Regions from separate parts of the Zea mays genome. Here region 1 is linked to region 2. Evidence: chromatin contacts called from public Hi-C data. All regions are on one chromosome and are shown on one strand. The core of a region is the stretch at or near the end of the contact, and the rest is flanking DNA. Distances in the headings are between cores, read along the strand shown. Region 1 holds the start of LOC103626260 (calmodulin-binding transcription activator 3). Region 2 holds the start of LOC103626258 (heterogeneous nuclear ribonucleoprotein Q).

Evidence for each region. A called contact is a pair of places that touch in the nucleus more often than the background predicts.
Region 1: a contact with region 2 is called in a Hi-C map of leaf, with 6 times the contacts expected there. The contact joins the promoter of LOC103626260 here to the promoter of LOC103626258 in region 2. A contact is called at or near these places in 3 of 25 Hi-C or Micro-C datasets (endosperm, leaf and tassel).

What each region holds. Positions count from the first base shown.
Region 1 is chr5:39,703,307-39,708,791 of Zm-B73-REFERENCE-NAM-5.0, reverse strand. LOC103626260 (calmodulin-binding transcription activator 3) reads left to right here and starts at 3,657. Exons shown (of 13, transcript XM_008646655.4): 1 at 3,657-4,135. The coding sequence starts at 4,090.
Region 2 is chr5:39,365,382-39,370,238 of Zm-B73-REFERENCE-NAM-5.0, reverse strand. LOC103626258 (heterogeneous nuclear ribonucleoprotein Q) reads left to right here and starts at 3,593. Exons shown (of 12, transcript XM_008646653.3): 1 at 3,593-4,274. The coding sequence starts at 3,788.

The DNA of each region.
Region 1 (5,485 bases), core at 2,408-4,907, 340 kb before region 2:
ATATTAAACTAACTCTAATCACATGAAAGTTAACTCCCATCGGCCATAAAAAACCGACGAAAATAAGCATGTATACACAAATTTAACAATCGCACTCGCATTTACATTCAATAATCGCACTCACATTTACATTCAATAATGCATAAAGTCATATGAAAACTAAGAACACTATAAATTAACAATTTTAAACTAACTCTAATCACATGAAAGTTAACTCCCATCGGCCACAAAAAACCGACGAAAATAATCACATACTTATTTACATATAGATAGGATTATACCTCAGTGGCTGACCGGCGCGTCGGGGCACGAGCGGACGGTGGACGACGGCGGGCTGGGGACGACGACGCTCGGGGTACGAGGAGCTCGGGAGCTTGTGGTGGCACTCGGGCGGCGACGCTCGGGCGGGGCGGCCTCGGGTAGGGCGGCCTCAGGGGCAGGGCGGCCTCGGGCAGGGCGGCGGCGCTCGGGCGGTGGCGGCGCTCAGCCAGGGTGCCGCTCGGGCAGGGCAGCGGCTCGGGCGGGGGCGGGGGCGACCTCGACGGCGGCCTCGGGCAGGGCGACGCTCGGGCAGGGGCGGCGGTCGGGCAGGGAGGCGCTCGGGCAGGGGCGGCGGTCGGGCAGGGACGGCGGCGCTCGGGGCGGAAGTTTGACCGTTTGAGTGAACGGAGAAGGAATGGGCCCGCGCGTCTACGGCCTGGCTCTAAAAAGATTAATCCCCGTCGGCTAGAATACGGGGCCGATGGGAATTAACTAATTCCCGTCGGCCAGAACACAGGGCCGACAGAGATTAGTTAATCCCCATGGGCTTGGGACGGGGCCGACGGGAATTAATATAATGCCCGTCGGCTATTTGGTGGCCGACAGGAATTACCCTGACCGACGGGAATCAGTAGAATTCCTGTAGTGCGTCTTAGTAGTGTTTTGCTTCCTAGTATCTGTTTTACGATGTTGTGGTCTGACGGTCTGAGATCGCTACTGCTTCTGGTTGTCAGTGGACCATCTAGCCTTCATAGTTGGACTGTCTACGCCTGTCCCGGACTGTTCCGCCTTAGTGCCCGGACCGTGCGACGTACACAAGACATGTGACTATGATCAGGTGTCCGATCGTGCTTGCCCCCCGGCGCCTTCGGTCTTTCTTTTGTCTGAAGCCTTCCAAGCAACCACTCTACGTGACATATTTGGCGTGCGAAGATCCCCAATGATGATATTTTTATCTTTGCTTTTATCAGCCGCACATGGCCGAACTAACTTTTTTTACTCGTCGGCTCTAATGTGGCGACAGGGACATGTTGCCTGTCAAACTTCACCTCTTGAAATCTCAACCGACCTTCGTTTATAGACGATTGTATTTGCCGATGGAAGACAACATAATCGTTGGTGTTATGAAGAAAGGAGACATGCCATTTATAATACACACGCCCTTTTAATTCTTCAACCGGAGGAATTTTATGTGACAATTTAATATTACCATGCTTAAGTAACTCATCAAATATTTTATGATACTTAGTTTAGTAATATTAAATATGAACTTAGCTTTCCCCTTTAGTGTCAAGTGCGGGTGAGAGCAAGCAGAAGATTTGACCTTAGCAGGCCAAACAAACTCAGCGACGTGCAACCTTTTTGGCTCTTGGGGCTTAGGTGGCCGACTATCTTTATGTCGACCTTCTGTACTAGGCTAATCACAGGTGAATTATGGTTCTTCGGATGGTCCAACCTGTGTAGTCGGACCGTTTGCAAGCGAACCGGACGGTCTGGAACTATTCCCGGACGGTCAGGTACTATTCTTCGACGGTCCGGTACTAATCTCGGACTGTCTGGTCGTGCCGGGTAACGCCTGCGAACCTTGTGATGGGCTCTATGTGACTCTGGACTGTCCGGCGTAGGGTGCAAGACGGTCTGATGGAGGTGCGAACGATCCAAGATCGTGTGCAGACAGTCTGGGCATGCTCAGAGTTGACCCACCGTTTAGCGAAGATGGCGGTGATGGTCGTCTTGGATATGAGTCCACTGACATATCCAATTTGTTGCCGATATGTTTGGCGCAATTGTTTCGGTTCCCAATTTATGTGAAAAAATTGGGCATGTGAGTTTTTCCTAATGCATGCACCATCTTCTCTATATCCTCTTTGATACTTTTAATCCAATTATCAAAAGAAAATTTAATTGAATGAATATCATCGGCTGACTTGGTATCACATATCGTGGGGAGCTTCTGCGACACGACTGACATATAATCGACATTTATTTCTCTCTCCCGGATGACCTTCTGGTGGTAATCTACCCTAAAGTGCGAGAGGTACCACTTCTTTGCCACCTTGAGCACCTGATCTTGTTCTCGTTGGATGTCCTCGTCCATCTTCTTCATGTCATCTTGTAATTTCTTATGCTCAACGACTGAAAAATTAGTCAGCCTTGTGTTGATGTTTGGAGAAACACCGTTGATATCTTTAGAATCGGCCATATAAGCCTGATTTTGTAGATCTGCAACCTTCGTTCCTAGCGGAGTCGCCAAAAAGTGTGTTGGCACCGATCTGGCGCCAAACATTGGGAGATGAACCGTCTAGCGACGCCCTTTGCGGCGGCGCGGACGATCGACAACTCTAGGTTTTACGGGCCGCGACCTAGGCGCATGAGAGACTCCTTTCCTGCGTCGCACCAGACGGTCCGCTCTGGGCTGGACGATCCGCGATGGTGCATGGTCGTCTTCTTTCTCATGGGAATCTAGATCCCGTCTCTAGGGGAGAGATCTTAGTGTGCTTCGGGTCGACAGGTCACCCGGGCGTCCCTAGACGATGTAGAGTCGCATAGGAATTAAGAGATCAACTCGAGGAAGAGATCTCTTGGATTGATAACCAGATCTTGTCCTGGGAGAGGTAAGATCCTTAGATTGTCTTGGGGTCGGCAGACCACACAAGACAGATCTAGACAACGTAGAGTCGAATAGAGATGGAGCCGGATATGTGGAAAGCTACAACTAGACTATGCTACAATAGATTGCTAGGACAGGAACGATAAAGGGATGATAAATAAAGTAATTGGTTCGATTGAAATGTGTTTAGGGTTCTTAATCGACTGTACCCCTTTATATATATGGGAGGTCTAGACCCATTCTTATGCGATAGCTAATAAATACTACGTAATTAGATAGACAACCACCCACAAGATAAGGATAATCGTCCGAGTTAATCTGATCGTGAGGGCGCGAAACGTCCGAGCTCTAGAGTGGAACCGTCCACTACTTTTGGTGTTCAACAGAGTCATACACCATTGTACAACTAGCATGCCCATCCGCTAGGGTATGCTAAAGTCCATATGCAAGAGACATGACTTGCTATGGTGATTACTATAATTGCCTCAGCACGAGAGATACTACTGGATTGAGAAGTAACTGATCCGATGTTGCCTATATTGGTTCTATTTGTTTTAACTTTTTTACTGATTCTGGATTCTGATCACCAGAAGCTTATGTAGACTGACAAACGTCTAATTTTTTATGTAGCTTTTATAAGAATCGTTTAAGTGAAAATTGACTAAAATTAACGTGAACACATAATCTACCGAATCGTCACGACAGTAGGAATCCATCTAATTTGTAGATTTTAAACCCTATATACCCCTTTATGGTCATTCACACGTAATCCTTACATTCTCTTAACCATATTTTGGCCAGAAAAAAAGCTGTACCGCGACACGACCACCTGAGACAGGAGACCAGGATCAGGGAACGAAGATTCCTTAATCTCGCGGGCAAAACGGTCATCTCGCCATATCACTCCTCTAATCACTCACTACCCTTTCGCAGCTGCGCCTGCACCAGTCCCCCCTCCCCTTGCACTTCCAGGCCTCTCCAGTACCATTCGGGCGGCTAAGCTCTGAGCTAAACCCCGACGGAGTGAGCGAGGAAACGTTCTCCGTTTCACTTTCCCAACACCCAGAATCCTGCAGAAATCACCCTTTCCACCCCCACCCAGCGCTGCTCGGATCCCCGGGCGAGCACATCCTCCGGTCCTCGCTTGTCGGCCTCTCCTCCCCGGGGCCGGTCCAGCGGGTTGCATGGTGCGCGGCCGCTGGTTGTGAGCCCAATCGATGGCCTCGGCGGAGGCGCGCCGCCTCGCGGTCGTGCCGCAGCTAGGTGAGCCGTCCCGTCCGCCCGCCCGCTTCCCATCCCCCGTGATCCCGTGCGCTTTGTTTACTCCTGATTCCTGAGGTCGGGTGCTTCGATCTGATCTGAGTGATTCGGTCAACGCTCCGGTCGTGGTCAACCGGGCAGCCGGGAGATGCGGGTGTCTCCAAGGCGGAAGCATCTCTCCACGTCGCGGGCGCGGGTCTCCTCGGAACCTGTGGTGACTGGGGACTGTGGGTGTTTGGTACTTTGTGTTGGCGTCGGGACTTTGGGTGTTTCGTACTTTGTGTTGGTGCCGGCACGGAGGCGTCGGCAGGTCGGCCCTGCGGTCGCTGCGGAACAGGAGGGTCTTTGTGATGCCTTTCTCGTTCAGGGTTTGTGTGCTTCTCGTAGGGAATCACTGCAAGCAGTGGAGTATTTATCAAATTCTTGCAGATAGGTACGCCGAGATCGGAGACCATGGAAATTTTGGTATTATTCATGGGTTTGGTAGATTTGGTGCACTATGGGTCTATGGCCAGGAGTTAGGGAGTAGGAGGATCTTATTTAGGGCTGTAAACGGACGGAATTGGTCGGAACAAACCCTTTCTCGTTTTCATTTATACTTTTTAATTCGAAAACAGATTCAGGATCAGAATTGTCGGAAACGGGATTGGACACGGGATGTTTGGGATGACGAAAATAAACTAATCCGAACAGAAATGCATCGGTAACGGTCGAAAATTGGAAAGATAAAACTAAAACACCATCTATATCATACATAGTCTCATCAATGAACAACAAATATATGATAATAATATATTAATATAGGTAACATAAGTACATAGAGAAATATTACTAATAGGTCTATAAAAACAAGTAACAAGCCAATATCAATGTGTAATTAATTAAATATACACACATAATTACACAAGCACACTGGTAGTTCATAAAAGTCCACCACACATAACACATTAACTCAAACTAAAAATGGTACCCTACAACTATAACTCAAGCTCAGTATGGTCACCCATGACATTATGATCACAGTCCATATATTCGTTCTCTTCGTCATCCCGCTCCTAGCCCTTAGGGATGAAAACAGATACTTATTCGGATATATCAATTTTTTGGTCTTTTTCTTTGATTGTGAATAAATAGAATATAGAATTTGCTATACAAATTAATATTCTTGTTTTTTGCATTGAACTTGTAAATGTTCATAAAAGGTAAACCTCAAATTTATCATATATCTTCTCAAATGATAGATATAAAATTTGGATACGGATACAAATATTTTTTCACCTTGTTTGTTGTTGGGAGCAAATAATATATAAAACAATTTATGCAAAATTTTATTCTTATTTGTATAATGTGCTT
Region 2 (4,857 bases), core at 2,344-4,843:
AAGAGAAAAGAGGAGAATAAGCAACAAACGACCGAGAAATGTGTGAAGACACCAGTGAAGCAAGCGCTCTATTTATAGGGGTGGGAGGCAACCGCTCATCTCCTACCACGGTCACTGAACAGTCGCAAATATTCAATATGCAATTCAAATCGTCTGGAAACAAGTCAGGCGGCAGACGTCGTTTCACGTAACACGACACCCATTGGGACTGAAGTCAACTGCTTGGACGATATGATTACATCCGCGGTCACGTCAAGTTACTACTCAGGGGCAGTTTGCTAAACGCTCAGCGCACCAAGCCGTCCCTTGGCTACACCCATTTGGGAGGGGGACGTCCAGGAATTTTCAATAGATTTTCCCAAGCAATCACATCCATACAGTATACGCAATGAATGTATCAAGACAGAAGGAAGATATCAATAGAGATCGGAGGAAAGCCAAAAATAGCTGCTGAAGTACAAGTCTAATCAACAGAAGCATTGAAGCACGAAGCGAAATGAAGACCAGCCAAGAGCCATCTACCAGACGTCCAATCTGTCGCCGATCAAATAAATTTCAAACCTAACAGGACATGGGTAGACCACATTGCTGATCTCAAAGGCAAAACCATATGCTGATCTCTAAAGCATAAAGCTGATGATATAATGCTGAATTCTAAGGCATTCGACGAAGATAAAATGATGATTTCTAAAAGCATGAGATGAAGACCTTTGAGTAGATTATTTTCAGTAATCCACTCAAAACTCGGGGGCTACACCCATTGGGTGTACCTCCGGTGCACCCAATGAATCATTAATCCCAGAAAACAGAATGCTGATCTCTAAAGCATGAACTAATGATGAAATGCTGATTTCTAAAGCATAGGACAAAGATGAACCAACGACTTCTAAAAGGCAGGAAATGAAGACCTTTGAGTGGATTATTTTCAGTAATCCACTCAAAGCTCGGGGGCTATACCCAATGAATCTTCAACCCCCAAAAACGAAATGCTGATCTCTAAAGCATAAGCTGACCGATCAAAGCTCAGAAGCAACGACTTGACAAGGGTACTATCAAAGCATCCATGTTTTAAAATCAAAACTGCAAGCTGGACCTAGAATCTTTGGGCCGATTATTTCAAAATCAACTCAAAGATTGGGGGCTTGTGGGGGACAGATATCCCCCGGGTCCACTAGAAGACTAGAAGACCTCGCGAAAGGCATTGGGTCCATTATTTCGCAAGACCATCCCTTCGTGGCCTGGGGAGGAATGTCTGGCAGAGTGGATCGACGCAAGATTGGATCAACTCGAGCCCGGGCGGCCCAATGGATTTAAGCGTTATCCGCAGTAGTGATCCGACTCTCCCGCGCTGTGCCCTCAGACGTCGGAACTGAATAAGGATAAGTCGGCAGAATTATAGGAAGATAAGCTCAGTCAGTTCACTATTACTTAGGCGCACGTTGTTATCATATCCGCATGTAACGCTCCACGGTCGAGTATATAAGACCTAGGGGGCACCCCATCAAAGAACAACTCACCCATTAGCCGTCTACTCAGCTCTCTAGCATCCCTCGTACTAGAGAACTCTCCTGTAACCCACCACATAAAAGATCCACACCAGAAAGTAGGGTATTATGCCTCTCCAAGCGGTCCGAACCTGTATAAAATTGTCCACTGTCTCTCGTGCATCTAGCACGAACCATCGAGCTACAGTCGGTAACACCGTCCTACTCCAAAAAGCACCTCGAGGGGCAACCCCAGGTGCGCGGTCGGACCCAAAACACCGACATCTGTCTAGAGTAGCAAAGATAAGAGTAGTCAGAGTAGAACAACCAAAGGTGAGACAGGATCATGAAAAGTATAGAAAGAATCAGAGTAAAGGTAAGTAAGTAAGGGTTTTGTCCAGTTCTATATAGATTTCGTTTTACAGTCAACATTTCCTCTGATACCATTTCTGTCACACCCAAATTTAAGGGGTAAACCCAGGTACGTCTCATATGTGCGCCAAGGAAGAACAACACATATAATGACCAAGTGTATAGAGATAAATGTCACAAACTGAAAGTGTCTTACAAAAATAAATGATAACAAATAAGCGAACTAATATTATTTCCTTGGCGCCAACAAGCTGACTGGGAGATGACACCTAGACTTCATCAAACTCTTCATAGTAGTCCTCCTCCTGGGCTACCTGCTCTTTACCTGTGGGGGAGTTTATATATCGCAAGGGTGAGCTCACAAAAGTTTATAGCTCAACAAGTATGGGGAATAATGTGCAGAGCACACCAAAAATGGGGACTCATATGTAGTGTCAGGCTGATCAACAAATAATGGTTAAGGCAAAGCATTGCTTTTAATAAAGTTGGTCAAGTTTTATTAACAGTTACTAAGTATAAGTAAATACCAACTTAAATAATGAGAGATCATAATTAATAAATAAACTGCAATGTGATACAAATGACCGATTAAGTTTAATTTCATAAGTTACTCATGTGAGGGTCCGAGCCGCTCATGATCATGAGCACGACTGATATATCAGTTTTACACTCTCCAGAGGTTGCACATCTTTACCCACAAGTCATGTTACCCATCTGTCATGGGGTTGTATGGGCCCCATACACCTCTACCGAGGAGGCGAGGCAGGGTAACACTATGAGGCCTTTATAAAGTTCTACTAACTTCAGAAAACCTGCTACGGTTTCTGAGGATAGCAATATAGGAATCCCCCGTCTAAAAAGCCATCTCAGCAAGATCAACCCGAGAACCTCCCTATATGGACAACTCCCCTACCGCCCTTGCTCCTTTCGGGTAAGATAATACTCCACTAGTTTTCCTAATTGGTCAGCCAAGGGCGTCCCATACCACCCTTGTGGTAGCACTGTTTTCCCGGGTGGTCGCTCCATGTTCCAATTAACATAATGATCTTGTCATGAACAATAAATAACTTATTTGTAATAAAAGCATGATCTTGAATAATGTGTAGCTTAACATCCAAAACCACATAAAGCAATAACATATACTACCCAAAAGTTCAGTGGTAAACAAGGTATAAAGATGACTAAACTAGGGTGACCTATTGGGTCCCATCAAAATTAACCTAGACAGATCATAATGAATAACATAAACATTAGTGTTACCACTACATTTTCTCAACCAAACACCATCTTAGTGATGTTATTAATATCGCTTCAGGATTTATATCATATATTTCGAACAATAAATTCAGTTGCAATGGTTAGATTTACATAAATGAATTCTAATGTTTTCTCACTCTCTATATCAATTTAGTTCTAAAAGAATATGTAAGATATTAATGTCGATAATAATATTAATATATATGTTATTAGTTTTTATATAATCGTTATACATTAATATTTTATTAAATAATTTATTATCATCGTATACATGATCATTGTACTAGTTTTTTATCTAACAGTAAAATGCGGCTCCTAACGAAGGAAATTTTTTTATGCAGCCCGGCTGCAAAACAGATGTTTGCAGTCTCTCACAGAAAGGAGGATAGACCCCACCTACAGGTCTACTAGATAATGTTTTAGTTATGTTATTGTTAATACAAATAGAGCCTATCTTCCTCTTTGTGAGGGACTGCAAACATTCTTGTTTGTAGGCATTTTTTTTCATACGAAAGCAAGATCTCGATGGTTCCGATTTAAAAAAGAGAGGCATTCTAGTGAAGTCGAGAAGGCGCAATAACACGCTGCTCCGTCTCCATCTCCATCTCCAATTACCTATCCTCTCCGTCGAATCAGAAACCCTAACCTCACCGTACCACGGCCTACGAGCCGGAATGACCACATCAGCCGCCGACGATGGCAGCTCTTTGGCGCCTACCATCACCGAGGGAGAAACCACAGCCGACGCCGGTGCTGGGGCAGGTGTTGAGTGCGTCGAGGGCAAAGAGATGAAGGTTGGGGCCGCGGCTCCAGTTGAGGAGCCGGATAAGGAGGCGGCGCGGGAGGAGGATCCTGGTGATGATGATGACTATGAGGAGGAGGAGGAGGAGGAGGAGGAGGAGGAGGAGGAGGAGGAGGAGGAGGAGGAGGAGGTGGAGGAGGAGACGGAAACTGCGAATGGGAAAGAGGCTGAGTTGATGGAGCCATTGGCGGCGCTGAAGCCTGGGGAGGAGGTCAAACCTGAAAAGCTAGAGGGGGAGAAGGAAGAGCTGGATGAGGAGCCCGAGGCATCGGAAGAGGACCCCGAGGAGGTGGAAGAGTTGAAGGAGGAGGGCGACGGTATTGCGGAGGAAGGCTTGGTGGATGGGTCGGAGGCGAACGGTACGTAAATGCTAGTCGTTTTTGTTTGTTTAGTATGGTTTGAGTGATAGTTTTCAGGTTCTGAGTGCGGCATTCTTTTTGTTCATTTATGTTCCTTTAGTATGGGTTGTAGTGCTAGTTTTAGGTCCTGAGCCCGGTGGAGTGGTGTGAGAAAATAATATACACTATGATAAATTCAAAGAGTGCGTTTAGCCTTTGTTATAAGACTCTGCATATTGCTCTTATTTGGTTATGATTATTGAGTCTTTTGGATAACTGATGCTTAAATGACAGCATAATGATTTAACTTCTCCAAATTTTGTTGGTTGGACTGAGATAGAGTGCTGCCTAAAATCATGCCCCTTCAAAGTTTCTAAAGGCATTTGCCCTGCTCCAAGCAGGTTGCTCAGCCATCCAGCGACACCCTTAGGAGAATTTGCCATCCCATCCCGTCTTTGCACACACTCCACATAAAGCTAGCAATTGGACACCAAGAAATAACATGGCCTGCTGTATAAGGTTGCTCACAGAGTTTACACTTAATACTCCATGCCAATGTGCAATGCTTCTTAAACACTTTCTCTGCCTATTAAATTCTATCATA